Regions from separate parts of the Anser cygnoides genome. Here region 1 is linked to region 2. A link is a contact called in public Hi-C data. All regions are on one chromosome and are shown on one strand. The core of a region is the stretch at or near the end of the contact, and the rest is flanking DNA. Distances in the headings are between cores, read along the strand shown. Region 1 holds the start of TLE3 (TLE family member 3, transcriptional corepressor). Region 2 has its middle 74 kb from the start of TLE3.

The links. A called contact is a pair of places that touch in the nucleus more often than the background predicts.
Region 1: a Hi-C map of liver shows a contact between it and region 2, with 5 times the contacts expected there. The contact joins the promoter of TLE3 here to the enhancer-like site in region 2. A contact is called at or near these places in 2 of 7 Hi-C or Micro-C datasets (both in liver).

Annotation. Positions count from the first base shown.
Region 1 is chr11:1,166,369-1,172,613 of Taihu_goose_T2T_genome, reverse strand. TLE3 (TLE family member 3, transcriptional corepressor) reads right to left here and starts at 3,576. Exons shown (of 21, transcript XM_067003660.1): 1 at 3,297-3,576; 2 at 2,716-2,834; 3 at 2,527-2,627; 4 at 2,333-2,396; 5 at 1,689-1,733. The coding sequence starts at 2,739.
Region 2 is chr11:1,091,605-1,098,096 of Taihu_goose_T2T_genome, reverse strand. No RefSeq gene overlaps it. Among named protein-coding and RNA genes, the nearest start is that of TLE3, 74 kb to the left of the region's middle. Within about 2 kb of position 4,091, at least 2 of the 3 cell types and tissues checked have open chromatin away from gene starts, as enhancers often do. A contact at or near this core is called in liver, where this site is marked.

The DNA of each region.
Region 1 (6,245 bases), core at 2,327-4,826, 75 kb before region 2:
ACGCTCGCCCGCTGCGGTTCGCGCCGACGGGGGAGCCCCCGGCACGTCTCGGGGTCCCCAGCGCCAGGGTGCTGACGCCGGCCCTCGCTGCCATCCTGCAGCACCCAGGCGGGAGATGGAGAGGGCAACCCCTGCCTCCCTGCCAAAAAGCACCCGTGGGTGCAGCGGGGCTCCTCCGTTACCTCCGAAACCGCCCCAGACCTGAGGCCAACGGGGAAGGCGCGACGCACGGCTACGCGTCATGGCACGGAAGGAGCGGAGCATCCCATCAACGCACCACGAAGCCAAGGCCAGCGACCAGCCCCCGTCCGGCAGCGCAACCCCTCCCGGAGCAGGGCTTTGTAGGCAGCCATCCCCGGCGCAAGGCAGCCCGCGCGTCTCAGAGAGCGGCAGCTGCTTTCCAAAGCTCCCATCAGCAAAAAGAGCGATGTTTCAACACCTGCGTGGGGCCGAGCCATCACGGCACCAAGCGAGCAGGCGACAAAACGCACCGGCCCTCCAGAGCAAGGCTGGCAGAGCTCTCCAAGGGCAGCAGGCACCGATCCTGCACGCGGGGGCATCCCGGGCCGCACCGCGACCCAAGGCACCCGAGGCGGCGCGGCCTCGCACGGACACCTCTGGCCGGGCAGAAGCGACAAGAGAAAAGGGAGTTGGGATAATCTGCGTGGAAGAGAAGACATTAAAAAAAAACCAACACCCAACAACAACCAAAAAACCCAAGCCAAACAAAAGCACAACAAAAAGCCCTGACGGCTAAGCAGTAATTATTTGTGCTACTCTGTGACTACACACCAAAAAGCCGAAGGGAACCGTGTGTGAAGGAGAGGCAGACTCACAGACACGCTGCTTTGAATTTAATCATCTGCTAACGACACTTCCATAGGCAGGACCGCGATGCTGCTATTAAGCAAAACCACTTTGGAGCTGAACGGGCTGATCCGTGAGTTGCGAAGTTGATGTCAACTTGTATCTGCCTTCGGTTCTTAATTAGAGCTGCTTCTAAAACCAGTAAGCAGCAGCAGCACAAATAATCAGGTCTAATCTCAATAATAACTTTATTCCTTTAAGTTTTACCATCATGTGCCCAGCCTTTAGGCTCTTTAACTATAATCTTATCAAGGCAGCACACCGCATTCCGCTCTGGCCTTCCATATTTTTCCTTCAGGCAAGTTACATATTAGAGGAGACCAAGGAAAAAAAAAAAAAAAAAGGCACCAAACGTTGCTTCATTTTCCAGATGCAAAGACAAATCCGTGCCATTGAGCAACACGCCACCAGCTATCGGTGTCCCGAAGATAATTCCCTGCAAGCCTCACGCCACGGCGCTGCGAGGGTCGGGGCTCGGCCTCAGAGCGAGGCGCTTTGTGCCGGCAATAAAACCGGAGGCGAACGCAGGCGACGGCAGCACTTCCCGGGCGCCCGGCACGCACGGCTCCAGGTACGCGCCGCCCGGCACCGGGGCCGCTTCCACCTCCCCGCACAAAACGGATTCGCAAAACCCGAGTTTCTCCCGAGTACACGCACACAACCCCGCCGGCCTGCCAGAAACCCGCCCTTCAAAACAGGAGCTGCCGGGCCCCGAGACCTCCCCCGGAGCCACGTCCCCGGCTTTGCCCTGGTCCCCCCCGCGCTGGGAGAAGGGCGCCGGGAGAGCCTCCGTCCCACCTCCCCCCCTTCCAGTTACTCACCTGTTTGTGCATCTCAATATTCAAACCGTACGACATCTCATAGTACTGGGGGGGGGAGGGAGAGGAGGAAAAAAAAGAAAAAAAAAAAAGAAAAAGAAGGAGCCAAGGTGAATTTGAATGAATTTACCGTCCGGCGTTTGCATAAGGTCATTACCAGAAAGCATCCTGGTCGGGGCCGCGCTCGGAGCGCTGGCAGCCGAGGAAACGACACCTCACAGCCAGCAGATGTTGCAGGCTCTGCCCGACACCCCGAGGCCCCCCCGTGTGTCCCCCCCCGGGCACGAAGCGGCGCAGAGCCGGGGGCTGGAGGGCTCGGGGGGGGGTTAGCAGCCCCCAGCCGGGGTGGAGGGGGGGGGGCACGCTCCGGGCTGGACCCGGGGGCAGCACCGGGGGTCGAGGGGGGTGCTGCAGGGGGGGGACCCCGGTGTTCCCACGCCCCCCACCCCCCGCGGTTGGGACCGGGGCGGGGAGGGGGGGGCTCAGCGCTGCCGCCCCGAGCCTCGGCTGCCGCAGGGCGGGATGGGGGGGGGGGCGGTGGCGGACCCCCCCCCCTCTAATTTCTCCCCCCTCCCTCGGCCGGGGGCTCCTCGGCGGGGCCGCCCCCCCCTCCCCCGGCCCCCCCCCCCCGCCCGCCCGCCGCTCACCATCACGTAATGGCGCTGCATCTCCGTCTTCTCGTTCGCCAGCTTGTCGTACTCCACTTTCAGGCTGTCGGGGGGGGGGGGGAGCAGAGCACAGCGGCCGGGGGGGGGCCGTCAGCCGCCGCGGGGAGCGGCTCGCCACGGAACAACCCCCCCCCCCCCTCCTCCTCCTCCTCCTCCCCCCGCTCCCAGCTCACCTGTGGTACTGGGCTTGCAGGAACTGGAACTCGTCCTTGATCCGGTCGCAGGATTCGGCCACGGTGAATTTGAAGCCCGGCTGGCCCGGCTGGTGCGGAGCCTGCGGGGAGCGGCGGGGGGGGGGCGCTCAGCGGCTGGGGGGGGGGAAGGGGAAGGGGAAGGGGAAGGGGGGGGGAGCCGGGACTCACCGGGTGCCGGCCCTGGGGGTACATGGCCGGGCTGGGGCGCGGTCACTGGAGCCAGCCGCGGCGATCGCGACGTGCGCTGCTGCCCGCCGGCCACGGAGCGCTCCCGGAGAGGCCGAGAACTGGAACAAAGAGACGAGAGGAAAGTCCGTGCGGGGGGCGGAGGAGGGGGGGGGGGGGGCGGGAGGGGTAAAGGGGGGGGGGGGGGGGGGGAAGCAGCGGGGCCCGGCCGCCCGGCTCGCCCCCCGCGCAGCCTCCGCACCGCGCGGCTCGGCCGGGGAAGGCGCTGCGCACCCGCGGAGCCCGGCCGGCACCGCCGCTTGCTGCCGCCGCCGCCGCCCGAGCCGCCGGGCTTCCCCCCCCCCCCTCAAGACACCGAAACCAGGAAAAAAAAAATAAAAAAAAAAAAGGAAAAATCGCCCAAAACGATAATAATAATAAAAAAAAAAAATTCAAAACAAAGCGGTGAGGAAGGAGAATCCCCGAGGTATTCCTGTGCGAGAAAAGGGGGGAAGCAAAGCCAGGAACTAACGCCGGAGCACGACGGCCATGGAGGAGAGGAGGAGGGGGGGAGAAGGCCGTACACATCCGAGTGCCGCGGGCATGCGACGGGCGAGCGGTGCCTCCGCCGGCCGCTCCGCCTCGGCTCAGCTCCGGGCCGGCGGCAGCGCCGGGACTCCTCGGGCCATGCTGCTGCTGCTGCTGCTTCTTGGGCGGGGGGGGGGGTCCGGGGCCGGGCTGGGGGCCGCCGCCGCCGCTTTGCTGGGCGCTGGGGTCCCGGTGCTGGGTGCTCGGTGCCGGCTCCCGGTGCTCGGTGCCGCCGCCGCGCGCGGACTGGGGCAGCGCCGGAGCACGCGGCCCGCGCCGCCGCCAGAGCGCTCCGCGAGGGGCGGGGGGGGGGGGGGGGGGAACCGGGGAGAGGGGGCGGGACGGACGGACCCGAACCCGGGCGGCCTCGGCGGCGCCGGCCAATGGCGGCGCGGGGAGCCCACGTGGGGTCGGCGAGCGCGGCCGCCGATTGGGCGCCGCCGAGGGGGGACGTCACAATGGCGGCGGGGTGCGGGCTGGGCGCGGGGCAGCCCCGCCGCGGGGGGCGGAGGCGGCAGCGGGCCGGGCCCCGGCACCGCACCGGGACGGCACCGAGCGGGCGGCCCTGGGGCTGCTGTGTTGTGTTGTTCCCCCCCCCCCCCCCCCTTTTTAATTTTTATTTTTTTTAATTGTTTTTGACGCTGCCCAAGGTTTAACGGGGGTAAAACGGCACAAAGGCGGAGGGGGGACGGGGAAGGAGCCCCTGCTGCGGCCGGGGAACGGCTGGGAACGGCTCGGAACGGCTCTCCGCCCCGCCGCCGCCGGCCCGGCGAGGATCGGCCCCGCGCCGCGCCCCCCCCCCCCCCCCCCCCCCCCGGCTCCCCCAGGCCGCGCACAGCCCGCTATGGGGGACCCCGGCCCCCACCGCCCGGCCCCGGGCTCCACCGCCGGCCCCAGCCCCGCAGTGCCCGGGGAGCCCCGGTCCCGTCCCCGTCCCGCTGCCCGTCCCCGGCCGAGCCCCGCGGCCCCGTCCCGGCGGCACAAAATGGCTCCCGCGCCTCGCGTCACCCGGAGCCTCCCCGCCCCACGTGGGGCCGCCGTCCGTCAAAACGCGCTCCGACCAATCAGAAGGGCGCGCGGCCGGCTCCTGCGACGCCATTGGCGGGCGCGGCCCCGGCTGCCACTCGGGCGGCGGAGCTGTCGATCAAAGCCACGCGGGCCGCGGCGCTGACAAATGCCTCTGCTTTTCAGCCTCCCGCTTGCAAATAGTGCCCGGAATGGCTGCTTAATTAGCTCTGAATGGCTTTTCCTCCCAGCTCAAACAATCTGTCACTACCGCGCGGCGAAGGGAGCCATGCATAAAAAAGTAAGCAGAGGCTAAATATCAATTTGATTTTGTGTATCAAAGGAATATTTTATTTTATTTTTTTTTTTTTCCCTCCCTCGTAATGAAACGGAGCGATTTAAATAAGAAAAGGCGGGGGGGGGGGGGCGAGTAAAAAAAAAAAATAAAAAATAAGAAAAATCCCCCAGCCGAAGCCCACCGCCGGCCTGCCCCCCGCCAGCACCCAGCGGCTCCTCTGCCCCCCCCCTCCCGGGCCGGTACCGGGGGGCTGCGGAGGGCCGGGGACCCCCTGGCGGTGCGGCCCCGGGGGGGTCGGGGGGGGTCCCAGGGGGGGTCCCCGGGGGGGTCCCAGGGGGCCGGGGGCCGCCCCTTGCCCCCCCCCCCGCCGGTTGCTGCGCGCCCCGTGGCGGGGCCGGGCGCTGCCCGCGCGCCCCCTTCCCATTGGCCGCCGCGCCCGGGGCCGCCGTGCCCCACGTGGGGCCAGGGGGCGCGCCGCAAAACCCGGGCCGGACTTTCAAAGGGGAGCCGGAGCCGCCGCGCCGCTGCCCCCCCCCCCCTCCGCACCCCCCCAGAGGCCTCCCCTGTGCAGATGCCAGCGGCTCCTCGCCTTCCTCCTTCCTGCTACCTTTATAGTCCCCCCCCTTTTATTTTTTTAAATTAATTTATTTTTTTAATTTTATTTATTTATTTAATTTTATTTATTTTTAAATTTTATTTAATTTTATTTTATTCTAATTTTATTTTTTTATTTTATTTTTTAATTCTTATTTTTTAAATTTTATGTTATTCTAATTTAACATTTTTATTTTTTATTTATTTTATTTTATTTTTTATTTTTTATTTATTTTATTTCATTTTTCATTTATTTTATTTTATTTTATTTTTCATTTATTTTGTTTTATTTTGTTTTGTTTTATTTTATTTTATTTCATTTTTAAACGTTGCTATTTTTTCACCGCCGGGAGCAGAAGGCAGCTGGCAGCCTATGCGGGCAGGGCTCGGTGCGCCAGGACTCAGCCCTGCCTTCCCCCAGCACCCAGCACCCGCGGCGAACCTGGGGCACCCCCTGCCCGCGCTGCTTGGAGCCGCCCGCCCTCGGTCCTGCGCTGCTCCTCGGGGTGCTGGCGGCCTCGGGGGCCCCGGGCGGTGAGCCCAGTGCCCACCCCGCAAGGCCCTCCCCGGCAGCCTGCGCCCCCAGGTCCGCCCAAGGCCACGGCCGTTCGCTGGGGAACGCGGCCGGTGCTCAGCTGGGCCGCACGCTCCCTCTGCTCCCGGGGGCTGCGAAGCCCCGGCTGTCCCACGGCCACGTCCGCCCCGCGGGGAAGGCCCCGGGGAGGAGAAAGCCCCAGCAGCCCCCCCTCGGCCCCCCCTCAGCCCCCCGGCAGCCCCCGTGGCCACCCCATCCCCAGGCTGCCCGGGCTCCCCGCGGGCTGGCCGAGGGCGCAGGGCTGGGCCCCGGCGCTGCCCCTTTGGCCCCGGCGCCTGCCGTGGGTTCACACGTGGGGGTTACTTTGGCGTGGCTGGGGAAGGCAAACCGAGCCCCCCAGCAGGCCCGAGCGGACCGGGGGGCCCGATGCTGCGCGGTGCTGAGCCCTGCGAGCCCACGCTGCCTGCTGGGCGCTCGGTCGTCCGTCGCTCCTTGCCCTGTGCCGGACAGATC
Region 2 (6,492 bases), core at 2,842-5,341:
ACCTTTGGGGTCAGCTCATTGAAGGGCTGCCTTCATGGGGAGCACGGTGGGGGAGAGTGGGGTGTCCATGGGGCTGTCCGTGGGGCTGTCTGTGGGGCTGTCTGTGGGTCAGGGGCTGGCACCTGGGTGGAGGATGGCTGCTGGAGACCCAACCTCCGCAAGCACCAATTCCTTGGGAAATCAGAGTACAGGGGAGGAAAAAAGTAACCTAACTAATTCCTATTAGAAACAAGCTGCTTGCTCTCTCCTCATCTCCTGCGAGTGCTCTTGATTAGCTAATAAATGATTAATCGTGCCAAGAAAAGCCAGCTCCTTCGTCTTCTGCTTTCATCCACCGGCTGCCTCCGGGGGATTTCAAATGTCACAGGCAGACAAAACGGCCTCGCCAGGCCGCAGGGAGCCCTCCCCACGCCAGGCTGTGCCCCAGAGGGCACGCAGCAGCCCCGCAGTCCCGCAAACGAAGCCTCCCCCTGCCCGCCCTGCTCTGCCCTCGCCGTGTTCCCCCAGCACCAGCCCCTTGGGCAGCCCGCCCACCCCTCTGTGCCTTCATCCTGCACCTGAAAGCACCGCGCTGCCCGCCTCCGAGCACATCCTCTGCCTGCTCTAAATGCTCTGTAATTTACCTAAGAGGAAATCGCATGCATTGATGCCACAGAAAGCAGCAGGCATGTCTCTGGAAGCCGTCGCTCCTGACAAGTGCTCTATTTTAATGCTCCTAACAGCAATTTCTATTCTAGCAGTATGTGGAGGCACTTAGATTTCTATGCAGTTTTTACTTTTTAATCTCATATACTTCTTGCTGGTGTCAAAGTGTCACCATTTAATAGTCTTACTGGAAAAAAAGAGTGTTTCAGATCTTGTTCTATAGTCCACATTGTGAATACATTAGAGAACCACTGAATGATTTAAGAGGAATTTTTATACCTCTGAACACGAAGGCAAGGCTAGCATGCAAGCGAATTAGGGGCCCAGCCTCCCGGCAAGCTGCTAAAGAGCTGGGCAGTGTTTATTTTCTGCTCCAGGCCCTCCCAGAGCAGCAGGAGGGGAGGCACTGCTGAAACCCCTTCCTCCCGAAGTGGCCAGAGCCACCCGCGGTGCCCGCGGCCCCAGTCCCCGTGCAGGGTGCAGGACGGTCGCTCCCTCAGCGATTCCTCCCCAGGTGAGTGCTCCATCGTGCGGGCACCCAGCACCAGGAAATCCCAGCCCCACGTGTCTGTAACGATGGGATCGTCCTGACCACCCCATCCACGTGTACGCGGCTCCACCAGTTCCTCCCAGTTAGCTCCCTAATCCCTGCCTGCCCAGGCACCAACAGCGGGGATGCAGGGACACCAACCGGGAACATTGGTCCGGGGGTTGCAGCAGGATAGCAGCAGGGACACTCAGTAATAAATTTAATAATAGTAGTAATAGTAGTAATAGTAGTAATAGTAGTAATAGTAGTAGTAAGAAGAAGAAGAAGAAGAAGAAGAAGAAAAGAAGAAGAAGAAGAAGAAGAAGAAGAAGAAGAAGAAGAAGAAGAAGAGAAGAAGAAGAAGAAGAAGAAGAAGAAGAAGGACGACGACGACGATGATAATAATAATAATAATAATAATAATAATAATAATAATAATAATAATAATTTGAGGTATCAGTACAGATCATTTGCGGCCTGCCTATTCCCCCGAGCAGGACTTGTGGATGTCGTGGGTGCCAGGCACGGCGGCGCTGCCGGTGAGGTTTGCAGACGTGGCCCAGGGAAGGAAGAGGCGGCGCAGAGCAGGGTGCCTGCCCTGGGCCTGCAGCACTAATTGTGGAGAGCAAGGGGAGGCGGAATACAGCCCGTTTCTTTAGCCAGGGGATTTACCAGGCATCATTTGCTACAGGTTAGCGTTGGCTGCCATAATGATCCAGCTCCTGAGATTACCTGTCAAGCCTCTGTGAATTTTAAATAAAAGGTAAAAGGGTTTAACTCGAACACGACACCTCTGTGCATACAGAAATAGCTCAGCTGCTGCTTTCCTACAGAGGCAGGTACGCTCCAGACCCTGGATCAACAGCGAGCAAAGCTACAAATCAAGGGCCAGACATGATTGCAAACATATTCTTCACTCTTTCCTTTCTTCTGCTACAAAGGAGATTGGAGGCACACATGGGCTTTGCTTACATCTCATTTCAAACAAAATATACAAGCATAAATAACGCTGGCTGACAGCTGGAAGGCTTTCTGATCACGCCGCGGAGGAGGACGACTGATGAGCAGCCCTGCTGCAGCGACAGCCGCTCCGGGGGCACGGCGAGCGCGCAGCCCCCAGCCCCCAGCCGGCCCCGGCGCCCCCACGGGCGCCCACCCCCGGCTTGCGGGGGGAGCTGAAGAGCGGCTTCAGGGACGTTTCCATCTCAAATCCCACAGGGAAACTCTGGGCCTGTGTTCTTACATGCAGCGTGCAGAAATCTGCGGAACCTGCAGCCAAGGGCGCGTGCAAGAAATCTGGGTAAAAAAGCCGATTATCGTCCGGACGCAGGGAGCGGGCGGTTTGTTGCTCACGCTCTTCCATCACCGAAACTTGGCGATTTCGCTGAAAACTGGTGGCACTTTCAAAAAAAACGCCCAGGCAGAATGTCACAGTCAGGTGGTGGCACAACTGACGCAGACGGAAAAATGCTCAACAGCCACTACACGAAAAAACTGCGATAAAAAAATCCCAAATGAAGAGCGTGAAGCACATCAGTCCTGCAGCGCTCGGCCAGCCGCGCCTTCACACCGGGGCTGTCCCTGGGGTTTATTTCATCCCCTTCCAGAAGCCGTTGTTATCTCCCCCATACCTCGGTGGTCTCCGAGTAGGGAAGGCGGGGAGCACAGCTTCCACATCGTGGCAGGTTTCGATGGAATTAATTTCTTCTTGGCTAGAACGGCCGAGGGCCCGAGGGGTTTCCACGCCGCCAGGACCCGAGGCACGTCCCAGCAGCGCATCCCCTGCAGGAGCTGTCCTGCCAAGAGCGGGGCCTGGAGAGGCTCTGAGGAGCTACCGCAAGCACTGCTGCTATTTTGCTGTTTTTCAAAGGCAAAGCGAAGGCTCTTTTTTTTTTTTCCCTCTAAACACACTCAAGGAAATGGATATATTATTTCAGCTGGAGTTCCCCAAAAACTTAAACAAGTTCAGCCCAAGGTGAGCTTTCAGCCTACACCATCCGAATTTGCTGAAACAATAATAAACGGGAGGCAGGGGCTAGCTGGAAAGCGCACAGCAAATCTCTGCGTGGGTGCTGCAGCTCCCGCCACCAGCAGCCCAGCCCCGTGGCCCTGCCTCAAGCACGAGGCATTACGTTGAGTTTTGCCACGAGAGCCTCTGAACCCAAACCCGCTCCTGGCGCAGTAATATTTGGGGGTAATACAAATATTACCCCAAATGGGGCAGGAGTGGGCTGCCAGGCCCTCTGCAGAGCGATGCTCGCGTCGGGGTGGGGAAGCGCATTTGCATTTCCCCGTATTAATGCAGGCATCCAGCTGGAAGATGGAGATGTCTTTTTAATGCACCTACATTTGAAGCCTGAATACATAATCTCCCTATTACATGTATACTTTATATATATGCGGCCATATAGCAGCGGTGATTTATGCGGGCGCGTTACACATGCAGAGGTTTGGGATCCCGGTGCACAGTGGGCAATGATTCTGCTTTTCCGTAGCTATTTATTTGCATAGCAGCGGCTGCGGATGATGAATACAGAGCGCTGCGGTCAGGGCGAGACCGCTGCTGAAATACAGCCCGGCTTCCCAAAGCCGCCGTGGCATTAATTATTAACTCCGTACAGGAGATTTGCCACTCTCCCAGCACCAGACACTAAAATAGTTTCGTACATAAAAGAGCATTAAGTGAAAGCTCGGGTAAAGCCGATCGCTCTGCAAAGAGACGTCCCGCTTTCAAGACCTATTGCTCGGCAGGAAAATTTACAATCCTTTAATTCCATTTACAACGCGGCAACACAAAAGGGAGCTGGAGACGGAGCCTGCAAGCGGAGAGACCGAAGGGGAAGAATAAAATAAACAGGACTCCGAGGGAGCCGGGATCGGGCCCGCACTCCGACATTCAGCTGCTCGTTAAATTCCAGCCGGGATTAGAGGCAGGAAAGTGCTGGGCACCGACCTCGCCGGTGCACAAAGGGAGGTATATTAAGTTATACGGGTTCCATCTTGTCCCTGTTCATGACTAGCTGTGTTGTATGTATCGGAGCAGCTCCCCGTAATTTGCTTATAAATAATTGACTTCTTCACTATTAAAATCTCTGGAGGGTCTCTCGGTTTATTCACAACAAGCCGCCTCGGCCTGCCGTGCAAATTAGCCCTTTCAAACCCGTCTCATCTCCAACAGAAACGTTATGAAGAGTGATTTTTTTATCCCCTGTAATAACCTTCAACTAACCTTTAAACTGAAGTGAATAATTTAAATCTTATTTTCATATCAATGGGGGAGTCAAGCCAAGCAATTATCTTTTATCTGTATACTCTGTCGTCAGCGAAGGCATAATAAAGTTTTCCCAAGTGGGCAGAGCGAAACAGGGAGAGAAAGAGAGAAAGAGAGAGAGATGGTATCTGAAGGCATTAACGCAACAATGAATTATTCAATAATGAGTACAAGATCTGCCATACCAGCGGCGCTCGCGCCTGCCCGGCGTTGGGTCGCAGCGCCCGGCCGGCGGCAGAGGCAGCGAGGGGTGCGCGGGGCTGGCACTGCCCGCGGGGTGCTGGGGAAAAAAGGGGAGGAAAAAGGAAAAATCCCCAAGCAGGGGGCTGGGGCAGGGGCGAGCGGGGCTGCAATTCCCCGCAGTGCTCATTAACATTCTGCCGAGCACTTTTCTCCCCGCGTCCCGCCGGACTGTCCATGATCTTTTTTTATTAATTCATAAAATATCGCACCCGTGATTGAGGCCGCTGATTACGGGAGCAGACAAACACGAGGGCTGGTGAAATATCGCATGTTTTATACCAAGCCTCGCCAAGTAGAAACACGGCCGTGGCATGAAATATTAATCCCTTCCCGGCCGTGGGCAGGGAGGAGAGGCACAGGCAGCCGGCGTCGGCAGAGCGGGGCTGGGGAGAAGCCTCCACCGGGAGAAAAAAACACCACAAAGCTCCTGCATCAGGCGTCCTTGCTAAAGTGCCCGAAGCCAGGGTCCCTCTTCCCATCGCTGAAGGTGGCTCGGAGCATCCTGCTCGGCCTGGGGTGGCTGCATCCCAAGCAGCATCCTCAGGACGTGGAGCGGCAGGGGCGAGGGCTTTGCTGCCGCTCGGTTTTGCCACCCGGCACCAGCAGAGGCTGGGAATCTGCCGGCTGCCGAGGAAATCCCACCGGGCTGGAGCCCGTTTGTGCTCGCTGCTCCAAACCGGCGAGGAGCTGGAATAATGCAAAGCGATCCAGCAGAGCGCTGGATTAGATGCCGGGGCAGCTCTGCCACCAAGCATTAAATATCTTCTTGTAATCTTTCCACTTAAACCAATGATTAAACAGATTTAGCAGATGATTAAACAAATAAAGATTAATGGAACAAGCAAAGTAATCAAATCTTTATGGGGGAATAAATGCGTGATTCAAAACAATATTAGGACAAATTGTCTAAAACTAACAGCGAATGTGTTGCTTTTGTCTAAACAGCGTTTGTTGTGTTCTCGCTTAGTTGCAATCAAAATATTTGCTCAAACCGGGATGGAGCTGAAAAACCTAAAATGCTATCACTGAGCTAACGGCAAGCAGCAGCTCTGCGGGACGCCCCGTGCCGGGACCAGCACCAACCCCTGTCCTGGGTGCAGACGGTGCTCAGCAACCTGCAGCGGCCTCAGGCCGCAGGAGGCATGGGACAGCCCCAGGGCATCCAGAGCACGGCCAAGGGGTGCTCGCAGGGCCCCCAGCCCCGCAGCAGCTCGTGCCAGCTCCCTCCTATGAGCTGTGTGGGAACTCACGGACTTGCTTTTATATATAAGCAGCAGCGCTGGGTTTTAGAGCTGTAAGCCTTTTTCTTTCATCAATTTTGCATATGGAAAGATCGTGTTTGCTCTAAATACTTTTGTTTTTAAAGCCTCTTAAATTTTTGAGATGAAAATAACGGGGGGGGGGGGGAGACATTTCCAGACAAACTGTCACAAGGCTGCAACCGCCAAGCGAACAGAAGCAAAGCTCCACCACCACAGCAGTTAATTAAGAGGGGAAGGAAACAAGGTGCCTAACGCAGAGATAATTGCGTATGTTCCACCACGGCACACGCGTGCCCGCACGCATGCACGCCCCCAGGACAGCCAGCACGTTTCCACCTGCGGCCGTCAGCGCTCTGCGGGGCCGTGGGGCTGCGGACTTGGGGTTCCCCGCACGCGCTGCCCAGATTTTGCCTTTTTATTCCGATGATGCTCTCAAACAAAGCCATAAACTCGACTCAGCGTCACAGGATGGAGCCAAATTGTTCGGTGCCACCGGCCTGGCACCGCTGCGAGAGCCACGGCGCCGCTGCAGGGGGCTGTGC